Regions from separate parts of the Mus musculus genome. Here region 1 is linked to region 2. A link is a contact called in public HiChIP or PLAC-seq data. All regions are on one chromosome and are shown on one strand. Each heading gives the region's core, a stretch centred on a gene start, on an enhancer-like site or on the middle of the called end of the contact. The rest is flanking DNA. Distances are from core to core; before and after follow the strand shown.

Evidence for each region. HiChIP or PLAC-seq counts read pairs in DNA pulled down with a chosen protein or histone mark.
Region 1: an H3K27ac HiChIP or PLAC-seq map of neural progenitor cells shows a contact between it and region 2, with 2.3 times the contacts expected there. The contact joins the promoter of Fbxw4 here to the enhancer-like site in region 2. A contact is called at or near these places in 1 of 39 promoter capture datasets (macrophages), 3 of 15 datasets of contacts at CTCF or cohesin (CD8 T cells, the G1E-ER4 cell line and the NIH/3T3 cell line), 6 of 484 Hi-C or Micro-C datasets (CD8 T cells, the G1E-ER4 cell line, embryonic stem cells and 2 more), 7 of 115 datasets of contacts at active chromatin or transcription factors (the HPC-7 cell line, embryonic fibroblasts, embryonic stem cells and 2 more) and 3 of 9 other capture datasets (adipose tissue, liver and pancreatic islet).

Annotation. Positions count from the first base shown.
Region 1 is chr19:45,656,690-45,663,939 of GRCm38.p6, reverse strand. It overlaps Fbxw4 (F-box and WD-40 domain protein 4), which reads left to right and starts at 3,747. Exons shown (of 9, transcript NM_013907.2): 1 at 3,747-4,164. The coding sequence starts at 3,911.
Region 2 is chr19:45,611,214-45,618,710 of GRCm38.p6, reverse strand. All of the region lies in intron 5 of Fbxw4 (F-box and WD-40 domain protein 4), which reads left to right. Among named protein-coding and RNA genes, the nearest start is that of Fbxw4, 45 kb to the left of the region's middle. Within about 2 kb of position 3,165, at least 53 of the 459 cell types and tissues checked have an H3K27ac peak or open chromatin away from gene starts, as enhancers often do. A contact at or near this core is called in the G1E-ER4 cell line and neural progenitor cells, where this site is marked.

The DNA of each region.
Region 1 (7,250 bases), core at 2,498-4,997, 45 kb before region 2:
TGAGAGGACCCTGGCTTTAATGCTTTATCCCTTTTCTGTTGTGTGTATGGGTAAGGCTCTCACTGGAATACAAAGCCTTGAGAACAGATTTGTGGATTTGCTACTTTGTGTATGCTTAGAAACGACTCAATCAAGGCTCCTTTCTCATCTGGGGGGGGGGCGGGGAGTCCCCAGTGTATTCCTTATGTAGTCATTGAGAGGACTATGGCTGGGCGTTGATGGCACCAAACTCTTTTTTTTTTTTTTTTTTTTTGTTTTCAGCTTTCTTTTTTATTTTATTTATTTATTTTTATTTATTTATTTATTTAGTTATTTATTATATGTAAGTACATTGTAGCTGTCTTCAGACACTCCAGAAGAGGGAGTCAGATCTTGTTACGGATGGTTGTGAGCCACCATGTGGTTGCTGGGATTTGAACTCTGGACCTTCGGAAGAGCAGTCGGGTGCTCTTACCCACTGAGCCATCTCACCAGCCCGGCACCAAACTCTTAATCCCAGCACTCAGGAGGCAGAGGCAGGCAGGTCTCTGAGTTCAAGACCAGACAGAAGCACTTTACTCAGTCACCTACCTCACCTGTCCTAAAGCACTAATTCCTACCTAAGCAGTTCATCTGTTTTTTGTTTTTTTTTTTTTATGGTATTTTGGTTAATTAATTAAGGGCTTTGGATAGAACACAGTAGCAGACTACCTGCTTATCATGTGTGAGGGAGGCACTGGGTTCAATCCCCAGGATTAAAACAAAACACTTATTTACTGACTGGGTAACCCAGGCTGGATTCAAACTCTCCAGCTCTCCTGCCTCCACCTCCAGGGTACTGTGATTATAGGTATGTAGTAGCACAGCTGGCTGGCGACTTGATTTGTGTGTCTGTGTGCACATGTTCCTGTACATGTGTGTGTGCACAGGTGTGTGTGTGTGTGTGTGTGTGTGTGTGTGTGTGTGTGTGTGTGTAAAGAGGCCAGAGGTCGATGTCAGGTGCCTTCCTCATTTGGTCTCTATTTCTGAGACATGATCTTCACTGAATCTAAAGCTTGCAAATGTGGCTGGACATTAAGCCCTAGATATCCTCGTCTCTACCTATGTAGTGCTGGGATTATAGGGGTGAGGATCAACTCAGGTCTACACTTCAGTGACAGGGCTGTCCCCTCAGCCTCTGCAATCTGATATTTTTAAGTGATAGTTTAGTTTGTATCTCAATGAAAGCAATATGGTATAATGGGTAAGATGTGTTCATTTAATTGTGTATTTTAATCCTGTCATTTTACTGGGCTAGATATATAAAAAAAATTTTTTTTTTTTTTGCCTCTAGGTCTTTTAGTAAACAGTAGGTACAATCAACACGGATGAACTATTCTGTGAATTACAAGTTAAAATTATGTCAATTTAAATAGGGTTCTGAAACCACGCATTATATCCATCCTTGTCTTCTTGTCTGAGTGGTTCACAGCACACAAATGCATAATTGCTGACCTAACGATACCATCACTTCAACTTACAATGCCTCTACTTTAACAGACTTCTAACAGTCAGTATCATACATGAGACTAAGCCAATTTATAGTGATCTCTAAAGTGACAAGCTAGACTCTTTGGTTGTATTAAGATATGCCTTTTGCCATTTCATTTACATACCAACCATTATTATACCCAAATACTCTTCTAAACCATGGCCTTCGAATTTGGAAATTGTTTTCTGCACGAAGCCTTTGTTGTGTTTTCTAAGGGGATGTGTGCACGTGTGTTTTTGTAACAGGATTTGACCTGTAACTATCACTGAGAATTTTCTTAGAGGAGTTCAAAGCATTTTACAGGGATCATGTCATTTACCCTTCCAAAGTAAAGCATGCATTGATCTCCTCTACAGACCCAGAACACTAAAGGGCCAAGGTAGGCGGGGTTTTTGTTGTTGTTTTGTTAAGATCAAAAAGTAATTCTAGGGCAATTCCAGATTCCGGTCTGACCTTGTTACATGATGCTTTTGCAACCCTTCTGTGCTAGGTTTCCAGTGGTTTTCAGAACCAACGTCTTACTCATTCCTGGTCCTTAAAAATGTTAAAAGGTATAGATACAAAAGAAAAAATCTTCAATCATTTTTATATGGATTTTTGGGTTGTTTTCAAGACAGTCTGACTACAGACAGACCAGGCTGGCCTTTAAATTGTGATTTCACTGCCTCCTAAAGTGCTGGGATTACAGGTGTGTCCCACCACTCCTTGGTTCTTATATAGAGTCAAGAAAAGGAAACTTATTTTGCCTTTTTCCCCCCTTTTGGAGACAGGGTCTCAGTATGTAGCCCTGGCTGGCCTGAGATCTGCCTGCCTCTGGCTCCTCAGCTCTGGGACTATTAGCATGTTCTACCACGCCTGGCTCTCCTAAGTCTTACTTCCTAAGTGCTGTCTAATAGAGAAATAACACGGAATACAAAGATTTCTAACAATTATACGAAATATACTGAATTCAGTTCAGTATGTCCAGACTACTAATAATTAACATGTAGTTTAGAATTATGTAAGACATCTCACATTCTTTTTCCTGTCTAGCTCTTCAAAATCAGCTGTGTACCTCACTTATGCTTACAGCACGCTCAGACCTGGAGACCCTGCCTTTCACACACACAGAAAGAAGCCACATGTGATTAAAGTGGCCCCACAGATCCAATGGGACAGCATCGATCTGTACTTCTGAAGCTTAGATTGGTTCAGGTGGATCCAGTGGGTGGTATGGGAAACGGATCCCTAGTAATCTTGTAGATTCAGCTCTGCCTATGTAACGGCTACTAAAAAACCCCTGCTTGGCCACGTGCTGCTTCGTTTGGGAGCTGCGGACTCAGGATCTAGAAGGTTGGTTTTACCTCCCTCATTGTTGTCGAATCATACTGGGACAACCTACAGGACCTTGGTTGACATCCTTCGTGAGACCAAGGGCAATGGAACTTTCTAACGTCTGGCTTGCATTTTTTTAAGAATCTGGTTTGTGGCTTGTGGAAAGAAGGCATCAACCTGGGGAAGAGGAAGCCTCATGGGACCAAAAGGCCCCTTGAGGGCAGAGGCTCAACTTTGATAGTTCCTGAAGCCACAGGCTCCTCTTGTGACGTAGGTGGGAGTTTTCTGTGAACCTTTCAGCAATCTGTCTGTCTGTCTGTCTCTGTCTTTTTAATTTGGACAGTCTCTTGCTCTGTAGGCCAGGCCGGCCTTGAACTCATGGCCATCCTCCTGCCTTAGCCTCATGCCGGGATCACAGACGAGAGCCATCAAGCTCGCTTTCTCCATCCGGTCTTGAAGACACACGCTTCAACTAGATGTTCCTGGTGCTCCAGAAGATGGGGATGTCAGTGACCAGGTTGGGGTTCGCACCCCGAAATACAGGCGTGAGGGGCGGGTCTCGGCTTGGGCCCGCGCCGCCCCATGTGACCCGGTCCGACGTGGTGTCGCCTCCTCTCGAGGAGGCGGTGGCGTCTTCGGCTGTGCGTCGAGCCGGCCCCGCGGCCGCTCATGAGCAGCCAGGGCCGCTCGGGTCCCCCCGGGAACCGCGGGCCCAGGGAAGGCGAGGGCGGGGAGGCGAGGAAACTGCAGGAGGCGAGGGTCGCGCGGGGAAAGCAAGGGAAAGGGAAAGGGAAGGGGAAAGCAGGTACCGGGCACGGCGGAAGAGGAAGCGGGGCGGAAGGAAAGCCGGGCCTGCAGCCGGAGAGGAAGGCAGCGGGGCCGGCGGCTGAGGCAGGCCGGGGACAGGAAGGCGAGGGAGGCGAGGAGGAAAGGCCGAGAAGCTCCGGGAAGCGGGATGAGGGCAGCGCAGAGCCGGGGAAGGAGGAGCGGAGGGTCGGGGCCGGGCGGCGGGAGGACGACAGCCTGGAGAGAGGACAGGAGCAGGGACCTCAGGCGTGCGGCGGCATCCCGGGAACCCGGACGGCCATGGCGGAGGACGCGGCGGAGGATGCCGCAGCGGCGGCCGTGGAGCCGGCCACCCGTCCGGCCGCGGGGCCCGCGCTCTGGCGCCTGCCGGAGGAGCTGCTGCTGCTCATCTGCTCCTACCTCGACACGCGGGCCCTCGGCCGCCTGGCCCAAGTCTGCCGCTGGCTGCGGCGCTTCACCAGCTGCGACCTGCTCTGGCGCCCGATAGCCCGGGCCTCGCTCAACACCGGCTTCACGCGGCTCGGCACCGACCTGTAAGCGCCCGCTCGCCCGCCCGCTCCCCGCCCCGGGCCGGCCAGCGTCCTGGGAAAGGGCGGGGCGCCGAGGCCTGGTCGGCTCGGGACCGTGTGGCACCCGGAATACTGAAGCCCAGACTTGCCCCCCACCCCCTCCCTCTCCCCTCCCCCAGCACCCTCGAGGAATACTGGTGTCACCCCTCTTCAAGATTCCCCAACCCGAGGAAACTTCCGGAGAGCATTCCTCAGTCGGCACCCTCCCCCGTGGGCGGCTACTCACAGTTAGCCATCCTAAAATGAGTATTCCCAAAGGTTTGGCTCCCTGGGTTCCTTGCCCTGTGTCCTGTGCGACAGACAGGACCTGAAGGGTGACTCCTGCTGGTTCTAGGGCCCAGGCCCAGGTCCACCAACGTGGTTTTTGTGGCCTTTCGTCCTGCCCACCCTCTCAAAGGTTGTTAGGTTTCAGGGCTCAGATCAAATTAAATGTGCAGAAAAGGGCTCAGAACCTTAAAAAAACAAAAACAAAAACAAACAAAAAAACCTTTCAGTTCCATTGTCAACCTATTTTAGGACTTAATTCAGGTGGAAGGACCCACAAAAGATGTCTGTGTGAGGCATCAAGTTGGATTTGGGGTAGGCGGTATCCAAGATAGGCAGTTTGACCTAGTAATATCTGAGACCCGTGGATGCAAACCATTCCTAAAACACTCAGGCTGTTAAACAGGAAGGGGAGAGCGTGTATGACAGTCACAGAACTGGTCAGGATAAACGCTTTCAGACTGCACCCTGCTCTTGCTTTGTTGTAACATATGCGAATATAATAAAGTTTTAAAAAACCGTAAGAAATGATCATTTGATGCACTCCTATTTCCATTTTAAAAGTTTTTCAGTTGCACACCCCCTAACCCTACTACCCCCCACCCCCCACCCCACTTCCCCATCCTAACAGAATGAATGCTTAATGAATGATGTAATAGATTTGGAGGTATGTCATACGCCATGACATAATTTGTCTTGAATTAACTCCTTAGAATAAAAATTTCAAGGTAGCCACTATTGGATTAAAGGTTTTGATGGGCAGAGGTCACAGTATACCAGCAAAGAATGAGTGAGCCGGTTTGATGAGAGAATTAAACCACATCTTTAGTGGGTGAGTGATAGTAGCCAAAGCTCTGTTATTTTGTATCGCTCTGCGCTAGCCAGGATAAATATTTTGCCATGTGTCTGTTTCACCTGTGAGACTGTTTCTTCCTACTCCTTGTCTCTGGGGTCTTGGTGTTTTTGTTATAAATTTGGAATTTTTCTGGGTCATAAATGTTTGACTCTTGTCTGTCATCTTTGATGATAGAGGTACATTTTCCAGTCAATTTTTAATTTTATTGTTATTAGAATTTTATGTTTCATTAGAATCTGCTCCTCCCCCCTTTACCTGAGAAATTTATAATCTTTCCACAAGCCTGACAAATTTGATTGCCAACTAGTTTTTTGTTAACTTTTTTTTTTTTTTAATGGCATTTCAATGTCAGTAGCACTTGTTTTGGTGTAAGGAGTGAAATTCTCTTATTATATTTTTCTCTAAATGGTTGCTCAGTTATTGCTACACCTTTGGCTAAGCAATTCCCCCCCCCCCCCCATTTTGTTTTAGAACGCTTACATTGCTGTATGTTGAATACACACATACATTTGTATATTCACTTTATATCTGAACTCTCACATTTTTCTCCTGGCTTATCTTCTCATTTCCATAATATTTTAAGCATGTTGCTCCTTGATAGAGTGTGATATCTGCTAGGGTTAGATTATACTTGCTGTGTTAAAATGTCAGCATCATTGTTCAGCTTGCAGTTCATGACCAAAACCATTCTATGCCTTTTTAAGGATTTTTGTGGTTTTCACTATAAAGTTCTAACATACCATTTTTTATTTATTACTGATTTGTTCCTGTGTGCTCTATGTTTATTAGAAAGGCACTTTTTCTGCATGCTTTCTAATGTGTCATCCTTTAGTAAGTTTTCAACATGATTGTCTTGTTTAAAGTATTCTATTCTAATATAATTTGTTGATAATGATTCCTTTGCATTTTATGTGTATGTAGTCTTATCACCTGTAAATATGAGTATTCCCCCCCCCCGCTTTTTTTATCTGAATAACTTTTTTAACCCAAAGGGAAAAGAACCAGAATTATATGTTTGCCTCTCTAGTAGTCTGTAGTAAAGTTTACTTGTAAACATTTTATGTGCTTTTCTTCTCTTTATGTTCTTAACGGCATATATTCACTGTCTATAGTACTGGGTTTCAGAAAGGCTTTTTTCTTTTAGACGGATCATGTGCTTGGACAGAGTAACTCATTGAAGGAATATTGAACTATAATAGAAGTTGGCTAAAATGCCTGGGATTCAAGCCAACCAAAGCAAAGTTTGGCTTTCTGTTGCTCCTTACAGTAGAGAATGAAAGAGTCGATGTTTATTTTTGTTTTCCTTTCTGATATTCTAAAAGCGAGAAATCGAGACTGATAAAATGAAAATGAATTTATAGTATAAAGTACTTAGAGTCTGCCAAATGGTATTTGTTCTGCTTTCCCGTTATTAGATATGTGTGTCCTAGCATGAAGCATTGTCCTTCCAGAGGAGTTGTGCTGCCGTGGCAGTTGATAAAGAGCAAGGGTCACTGCTCTGTTTTCTGGGTTGAGGGGAGAAATTATGCCTGTTGTAGCAGGTGGAGAGCATTTACCAGTGTGGCCTGCTTCTGGACAGCTGCAGAGACTTCATAAACCCCAAGAGAGGCAGTTGTCATCCCTGAAGAGATAAGGCCATGTACCTTAGTCCGTTCAGAGCATCAGGGCACCTTCACCCTGAGTGCAGAACATAGCTGCTTGCATAAGGTGGCTGTTCATGCTTTGGACTGACTGCACAACAGACACTCAAGTAGTTAGCAGTACAAAACTCTTAGTTTTATCTTCTTAAAGACTAGGAAGACCACCATTCTGTCAAATGAGTTGTGACTGTGCTTACTGCTAGAAGGCCTTCCATGAGGACTTTTCATTTTCCGCTGTCCCCCTTTATTCTGCCTATGTCAGAAGTGGGCATGGTTTGATTTGGAAGTAC
Region 2 (7,497 bases), core at 1,916-4,415:
CGTCTGCAGAGAGTGGAAGGGAGAGGCTGGTGAAGACCTGAGAACCTGAGCGTGATGGGGCTCTGACCTGAGCAGACCCAGTTCCCGTGTCCAAGGGCAGCCGGGTGGCAATGGCCAGAAATGGCTGGGAATGGTGGCCAGAAGCTCAGATGTAGGGTTGAAATGTGGAAGGCCTCAGCCTAAGAAGAAGCAGTAGACATAAGGCAATGGAGCTACACCAGAGGAGACCAGAGATAAACAGCAGACAAGGAACATGGAAAAGGAAACAGGAAAGCTAAGAGCTGGGAAAGGGAGAGCGCCCCAACACACACACACACACAGTGCAGGGCGGGGCTTTCTGTGCAACTTACGTAAGCCAGCTGCCAGCCTGGCTTGTTGGGTGGACACCATAATGGTGAAATGCAGGGCCTCCATAGTGATGTGTGGGGTGGGACGTGTGTGTGTGTGTGTGTGTGTGTGTGTGTGTGTGTGTTACCATGTTTTGTCTTTCATAAGTCGTTGAGTTCAGCATTCGCTTCCTAACTGCAGAAAGTTTGCTTTCAAGTTCCCACTGGTTCTGGTTCTGGTTCAGGTTCCGGTCTCTGCCGTCTGCCCTGTGGTTGTAAATAAAAATAGATGCAGAGTAGCAGCAGATACATCGCAAGGCAGCATCAGTCAGAGGTCCAGAAGAAGGTGATTGTGAAGCCCGGGTGAGGCAGGCGGCTGGAGCTCCTGGTTGGGACCGCACTGGATGGAGATGCAACTCTTGGGTGAGACTTTCAAGTAAAAGAACAAATAGCAGAGCAGAAACAAACATCAGATGCTCGGACATCTGCAGAGAGGCAGCCAGCTGAAGTGTTCTGTTGAGACTTCGCTTCCTAGGGTTGAGCTTCTGGCTTCTATTCCCACTGCAGGCATTCTCATGTCATGAGATGAACAGCAGTAACCACTCTGGAACTGTCGCTCAAAGATACACGATTTTTACTTTGTTGTTGTTGTTGTTTTGCTGTTTCCTCTCTGACACAGTGTTGGTTGGGTCAAAGCATCCCCAGACAAGGGGTCTTGAGATAAGCATGCTTTGGTCTGAAATGCAGGCCAGAGGGCAACTTCACTTTTAGAGTCAGAGTCGGTTTCTCAGTAGCTCAGACAGTGCTGTTTATTAATGCAGTGTACATTCTGGGTTGATGAGATTTCCCCGTCAGTCTAAAGAGTGAGATCTGAGCTGGCGCTTGTCAGTGGCATGAGGGATGGGTGAGGCTCAGACTCCACGTTATTCTGGCATCCAATTCGAGAAAGAGAGGCTGGTTTCGGACCCAAGGAAGAGCCAGGGACCATATTGGCATTCGGAAAGATTTGGCATGGGAGCCACAGGGCTGCCTAGGTCCTGGGCTTACTGGCCAACTGTGTCTCTTAGGAAACCTTTTCTTTAAAGAGAATTGAATAAGAACTTTCTAGTCCTCTTTGGATCCCCTTGGGTAGTAATTCCACAGGGCTTGTCACTTGTGTTTGAAGCTGGTGCTGAGGAGGGCGGAATGAAGAGAAGTGAGGGGGTGGAGATGGGAGGCAAGAGGGAATCAGAGAGAAATTTTATTGAGGGAGTTTGCTGGGTTTATGGGAGGGAATCTCTCCCCTCCTCCCCATTCGGATTTGAAAGGGCCGGTGCATCTTTGATTAGGTGCAGGTCAAAAGAATTTACACATTGTGACCTTAATAACTAGAGGTGATTGGCAGGCGGGCTATGGGGAGGGGGTGGCGGGCCCCTTTCATCTCACTTAGCACAGAGAAGAGACAATGGACCAGCCGATTTTCCTTGTTGTCCCTTGTTTGAAAAGGTCTGGTGTCTCTACTAGGTACCTGTGACATGGGGGTCTTGATTGGGGTCTCATAAAGGCCCCTGTCAGTGTGTCCAAAGGCCAAGAGTACAAAAGCAAGCCGTGGGTGGGGGTCTCAGCTGACCACTGAAGAAGGGAGGGGAGGGCCCGGGAGGCAGTGGAGGGAGAAGCAACCCCGATGGGAGCCCTTAGAGAGGGAGGGGAGGGGGGCAAAGAAGGGCCATTTTTGTCCCTAACTCATCAAGCACATCTGCAGAATTGTCCAAGCTACTGCCTCCCAGTTTCAAAGGAAAAAAAATGATCGTTTGATAAACCGTCCTGATTCACCACTTTCTCACAAGGGTGGGAGACCCAGTCCTGACCTCTGTATGATTTCACGTCAGAACAGGGCTTTCTTGCCCCGCCTCCAAATTGCTAGAGAAACTTTGAAATATATCCTGTGGCTTTCTCTCTCTTTTTTCCCCCCAACCCCCAATTTCCCACCCTCTCCACCCCACTGGCTTCTGTTCTCTCCCTGGGCACTCCAGAGTCTAGGCAAGTAATTAGTCCCTTCTTTCTGGGGCACAATGAAGCCAGGGTGTTTGTCAGGCCCCTTCCCACCGCTCACAGTGCTAGGGGCCTGCGGGAAGTACCAGGTGGCATGTGCACTGTGTTCCAGGCCTGTGCAATCGCTGAGGGATAGAGTGAGGGATCCAGGGAGCGGTGTGCACAGCACATCCATTAATGGTCTGCACACAGTGCCTGCATTTTTCCCAGGTAGAAGCTGTTCACTGCACTCAGAGCCCAGGTGGGAGCCCTTGGCACTGCAGCTATTTCCCACCCTGCGCTTAGTCACTTGGAGCTAACATGGGAGACCAACAGGCCGCGTCTCTTGAGAGCCTGATCTTTGTATCCAATGTGTGCACCCCCTCTGCCCTGTCAGTTTTGTGTGTTCACGGAGTGTTGATTTTAATGCGGCCTGTGTAGGTCTGGGAGGCCAGGCTGGGGGGCCTCGGGTCTTTGTCTTGCAGGGCCTCTTCTTGGAGGGTCTTCTGCCCTAGAGGACAGAGACAGATTTGAAGGTGGTGTGGTATGCCAACACTGGCTGGCAAAAGATTCCCCCATCTCTGCGTCTGTCACAGACCACTGCAGGGTGCCTAGAAAACAAGGGCCCCTTGGGGTGCTCCAAAGCACGCTTGCCTTGCCGCCTTGCCGGGCACCTCCCAGCCACTCCTTGAGATGGGTGGGGACAGGCAATTCTACCCTGTAGGCTGCCAGCTTCAAGTGAGTTGAACCCTCCTGGTGACTGTGAGATCCCAGGAGGCAGGGCAGGGTCAGAGAGGCAGAGGGCAGGCAGGATGGTAAGGGGAGAGATCCAGTCAGCTGCAGGACTGGTGCAGTGGTTAGGCAGGGCCAGTAGGTGTAGGCAGGAAAGAGGCAGAGTGGTGGGAGTGCTCCTGGAATGCTCATCTCCTCCAGGCATAGAGCTCCGATGTAGAGGGAAGCATTGGGGGGTGTCAGGAGCTGAGAGGGCAGACTCTGTACCTTGCTGGGAGAGAAGTTACAAATGTAGGAGGTACGGGTCCAGCACTTCAGGAAGGCCTGAGGCCCAGTTAGAGCTGAGCTGCTCTGCCTCTAGGCGGTAAAGCTTCTGAGAATCTGGGCCTCAGGGAGGGGGGGGGAGCAGGTGGGGGGACCTACCATCCTGGCTAGCGGGGTTGTAGCCCTAGGCCTGAGGCCTTGTTCTGAAGCACGTGGTTTTCAGAACTGAGCTATGTCTTCACTGCTCATAGGGATCAGAAGGCAGAGATGAGGTGGCCCTGGGAAGGCTTCCTGCCAGAGTCCAAACACAGTGGCTCCTCTGTGCTTCTGTTGGCATCCTTCAGACTGTCTTGGGCACTGATGCCAGTCACTCTGCCAGGCCTGTTGAGGGAATAGAGCTAAACCTCCAGGCTTTGGGGGGACCAAGTCCCAAAGGGGCCCACCAAGAAGAGGTTTGGATCACTGTTTGGGGGGATATTTCTTTCACTGAGAAATAGGCACCCCCAAGAGTACTCAGTCCCTCTGTTCTCTTTCCTTAGTCTTTCCAAGGCCTGTTTCTCCCTTCCTTTCCTTTCCTTTCTTTTCTTTTCTTTTCTTTTCTTTTCTTTTCTTTTCTTTTCTTTTCTTTTCCTTTCCTTTCCTTTCCTTTCTTTTCTTTTCTTTTCTTTTTTTTTTAAATCTCCCTTCCTTTCTTCTGCCTTGCCAAAAGCCTGGGAGCAAGAGAGCCGCTGTATAGATGGCGTGCCGAGGAGTGACACTGTCAGGAATCCTCAGCATGGCTCCTGGCTGAGCGCCAAGGCTCAACTGTTACTCCCCATGGGGTGTGTTGCTTGCCAGGGTCTGCCTGAGAGGGTACCAACACATCCAGCCTGTAAGTGCAAAGGTGGTAGAGGACGGAGCCGTGAGCAGAGAGGCAAACTGGACAGATCCACGGAGATATCCACCTGGAGAAAACAACTGTCCGTTGCTTCACAACAAGTAGAGTGCTCAGTGGACCTCTCTGGGGATCCCCTGAGCTGATTTTTTTCCTTTTAAAAGTATAATTATAGTCAGGGTGAAGGACTGAGGCAGGAATTGCCCTTGGGTTTAAAGCAGAGTTTGGATCAAGGTAGAGGTTAAGGGGGTTGGGTCTCCTAGAAGGTGCTTGCTTAGTGGTTCAACTCTAGGACAATAGAAAGAGAGGAGCTGGGCTGTGGTATGGTGCTTAGGAGGCAGAGGCAGGTGGATGTCTGTGAGTTAGAGGCCAGCCTGGTCTATAGAATAAATTCCAGAACAGCCAGGGCTACACAGAAAAACAATAACAACAAAACAAAACAAAACAAAAAAAAAAGAAAGACGGAAAAAAAAAAAGAAGAAAGAAAGGAGGGAGGGAGGGAGCTCTGTGGGTAGGTTCTTCACTCCTGCAACCAAAGCTAAAGAATTTGGTGCCAGAGGAACAACAATAATCACAACAGTTGTTTTCCTGGGAGATTTTATATTTGAATTGTAAGGGGAGGAGTGTTAGGATTGAAGCATGGCTTTGCACGTGTCTAGCGAGCGGTCCGCTACTGAGCTGTACCCGTGTTTATGCGTGGCCATGATGACTTCTATATTGAGGACCAAATGGTGCTATAAAGATGCAGCATGGCAGTCTGACAAAGCGCTCTTTGCACAGCATGCACAAGATCTTCTGCTTGTGACTTAGGGAAGGAGTGGGCCGAGGGGTTCCTGCAGGCGTACGTAGAATCCTTCATCCAGGCAGGAGCAACCTGAGCTGTCTGTGGAAGATGATCTAACTCAGATTATCAGCGATGACGCTGCAGCCGTCATAGACTCCTGTCTGAAGTGCGTTGAGTTCTCAGAAACCTGTCCTAGGTCAAAGGAGTGACTAATGAAGTTCTGCAAATTATTCTGCCTCTCTGGTGTTTGGTGCTCTCAGGAAGCGCGAGAGAAGGGATTGCTGACAGAGAGCGTGCACGCAGAAGCAGTGGCACACAGTCTCAAGCCTTTCTCTTGTTGCTTGTGACCTCGGAGGCCCAGAGACTCTTCCCCACCCAAATGGCTTTTATTTGTATTACAAGTATACGTAATTTCCCTGAGCTGTCAGCGGTTGGAATACATGAGAGTCCTTACTAGTGGGTAAAGGGCCTCATCCCTGAGGGAGTTTCCCATTGGTTCCCTGTGTATGTGGGCTTTCAGAGCTCCCTGAGGGGACTGGAGAGCTGGCTTAGTGTTTGAGAGCCCTTGATGCGCTTGTAGAGCACCTGGTTTCAGTTCCCAGTACCCACATGGTGGCTCACAACTACCTCTAACTCCAGTTCCAGGGAATCCAATGTCCTCTTCTGAACTCAGGGCACAAATGGTACACGCACATACATGCAGTCAAAACACATAAACATTTTTTAAAAGCTCATTTCATCTTTCACTCTCCTCATCCTCCCATGATGAAGGAAAGGGTATACTCTGTGTTGGCTCTACATCCCCAGAGCCATGGAGAAGAGAAGGTGGTCAGAGGACACATCTGGTACCTCAGGAACCGAGCTGGGCACTAGGTAGTCAGCACCGCCATTGTACTTGCTGGCGCATCCTTCTCCCATCTCTGCCTGGTAGGTAGCCTGTGGATTCATGAAGGAACTAAACTCCTTAATTTTTCTACACAGGGCTCTCAGGCTATTAGGTAGGTGATGAGAAGTTAGCTTTCCCTTGAAACTTTGGACTTGAGTTTGCTCAAGCCGGCAGCCAGTGGTATTCTTGGGCTATATAGAAATGGAAGCCTGAAATGAGGTGGGCCAACCAGCTAGGAATTCAGGTGTCCGTCCGTCCCCCAGTAAACAGTCTGCTAGCTTGTGCCATTTCATTCTTGTGTAAAGTTGTTACCCCACCCCACCGTGGCTCAGGGGAAGAGAAAGCCTCTGATCAGATGGTCTTTTCCACAGCCTCCTTTTGTTGTTTGCAAAGAAACAAAACAAACAAAACCCCCATAGCTTTGTGACTGTTTCAGAAATGGGTGAAAAGCTCTGCTCGGGCTGGAGCAATGTCTTAGGTTTAAGGGTTGGTGTGGTGAGCAGGTTGAGCCAGACTAGAGCTGGGTGGGATGGCACACAGCAGTGTGGTTCCCCTGAGGAGAGTCCTTCCCTCGTTCTGTCTAAGGAGGCTGTCACTTAGGAAGGCACAGGCATGAGGACCCTGGTGCACGCTGGAGAGGAGAGAGCAAAGGCAGAAATAATGGGCAAACAGGGAAGCTAAGGGCTCCCTTGGAATCTCTATTGTAGGAGCCCTTGCCCAGGCTGGGGGTGGGGCTCAGGGGATACAGGACTCCACCACACAGTGAGCTCTAGCCAGTGGAGTTGAGCATTCAATGTAGAAAGCCATGCATAGCAGTGCTGTGTGAGTATGTGGAGACTTGAGTTCATCTCAGGATTTTGTGGTGGGATCCCACCACTTAGAAGCTGAGGCAGGCAGATTTCTGTGAGTTTGAAGCCAGCCTGGTCTGTATAGTGAGAGGCAGGGCTTTGTAGAGAGACCCCCGTCTCAAAAACTTAAAATAAAAACAAAGCCGAAGGTAAGTAACCGCTCCTGCACTCCAGAGAGCTCCAGCCTGAGGACTGCGGTCATCAACCGCCAACACTGATGCTCAGGCCCTGGCTCCTGTCGGCGTGCCCATTACATCTCTGTACAGATTTGTAGTCCCTGCCCGTTACATCTCTGTAGAGATTTGTAGTCCCTGCCCGTTACATCTCTGTACAGATTTGTAGTCCCTTTGGATCCAGACTGAGCCCCAAGAAGCACTTCGCCCCTGCCTGCCAGAAGATAGAGAACTTCCCTCTTGGCTTCTTGGGACTCTGCTCGGGCTCCACTGCCTGCCTCTGCCGCTAGTGCTGGTGTTAAAAGGATTATATTTGGGTGGAATACATACCTGGCTACAGTTTTCTTTTATTATTTTTCAAACCAACAAAAATACTCACAGACCAATTTTTAAAAATTTGTTTATTTTTGGGTTTTTTGTTTGTTTTCTGAGACAAGGTTTCTCTGTGTAGCCTTAGCTGGCCTGGAACTTGCTCTGTAGACCTTGCTCAAACTCACAGAGAGAAGCCTGCTTCTGCCTCTGAGTGCTGTGATTAAAAGGATTTGCCACCACTGCCCACTCCTAACCAAATCTTAAAACCCTGAAACCTTTCATTCTCCT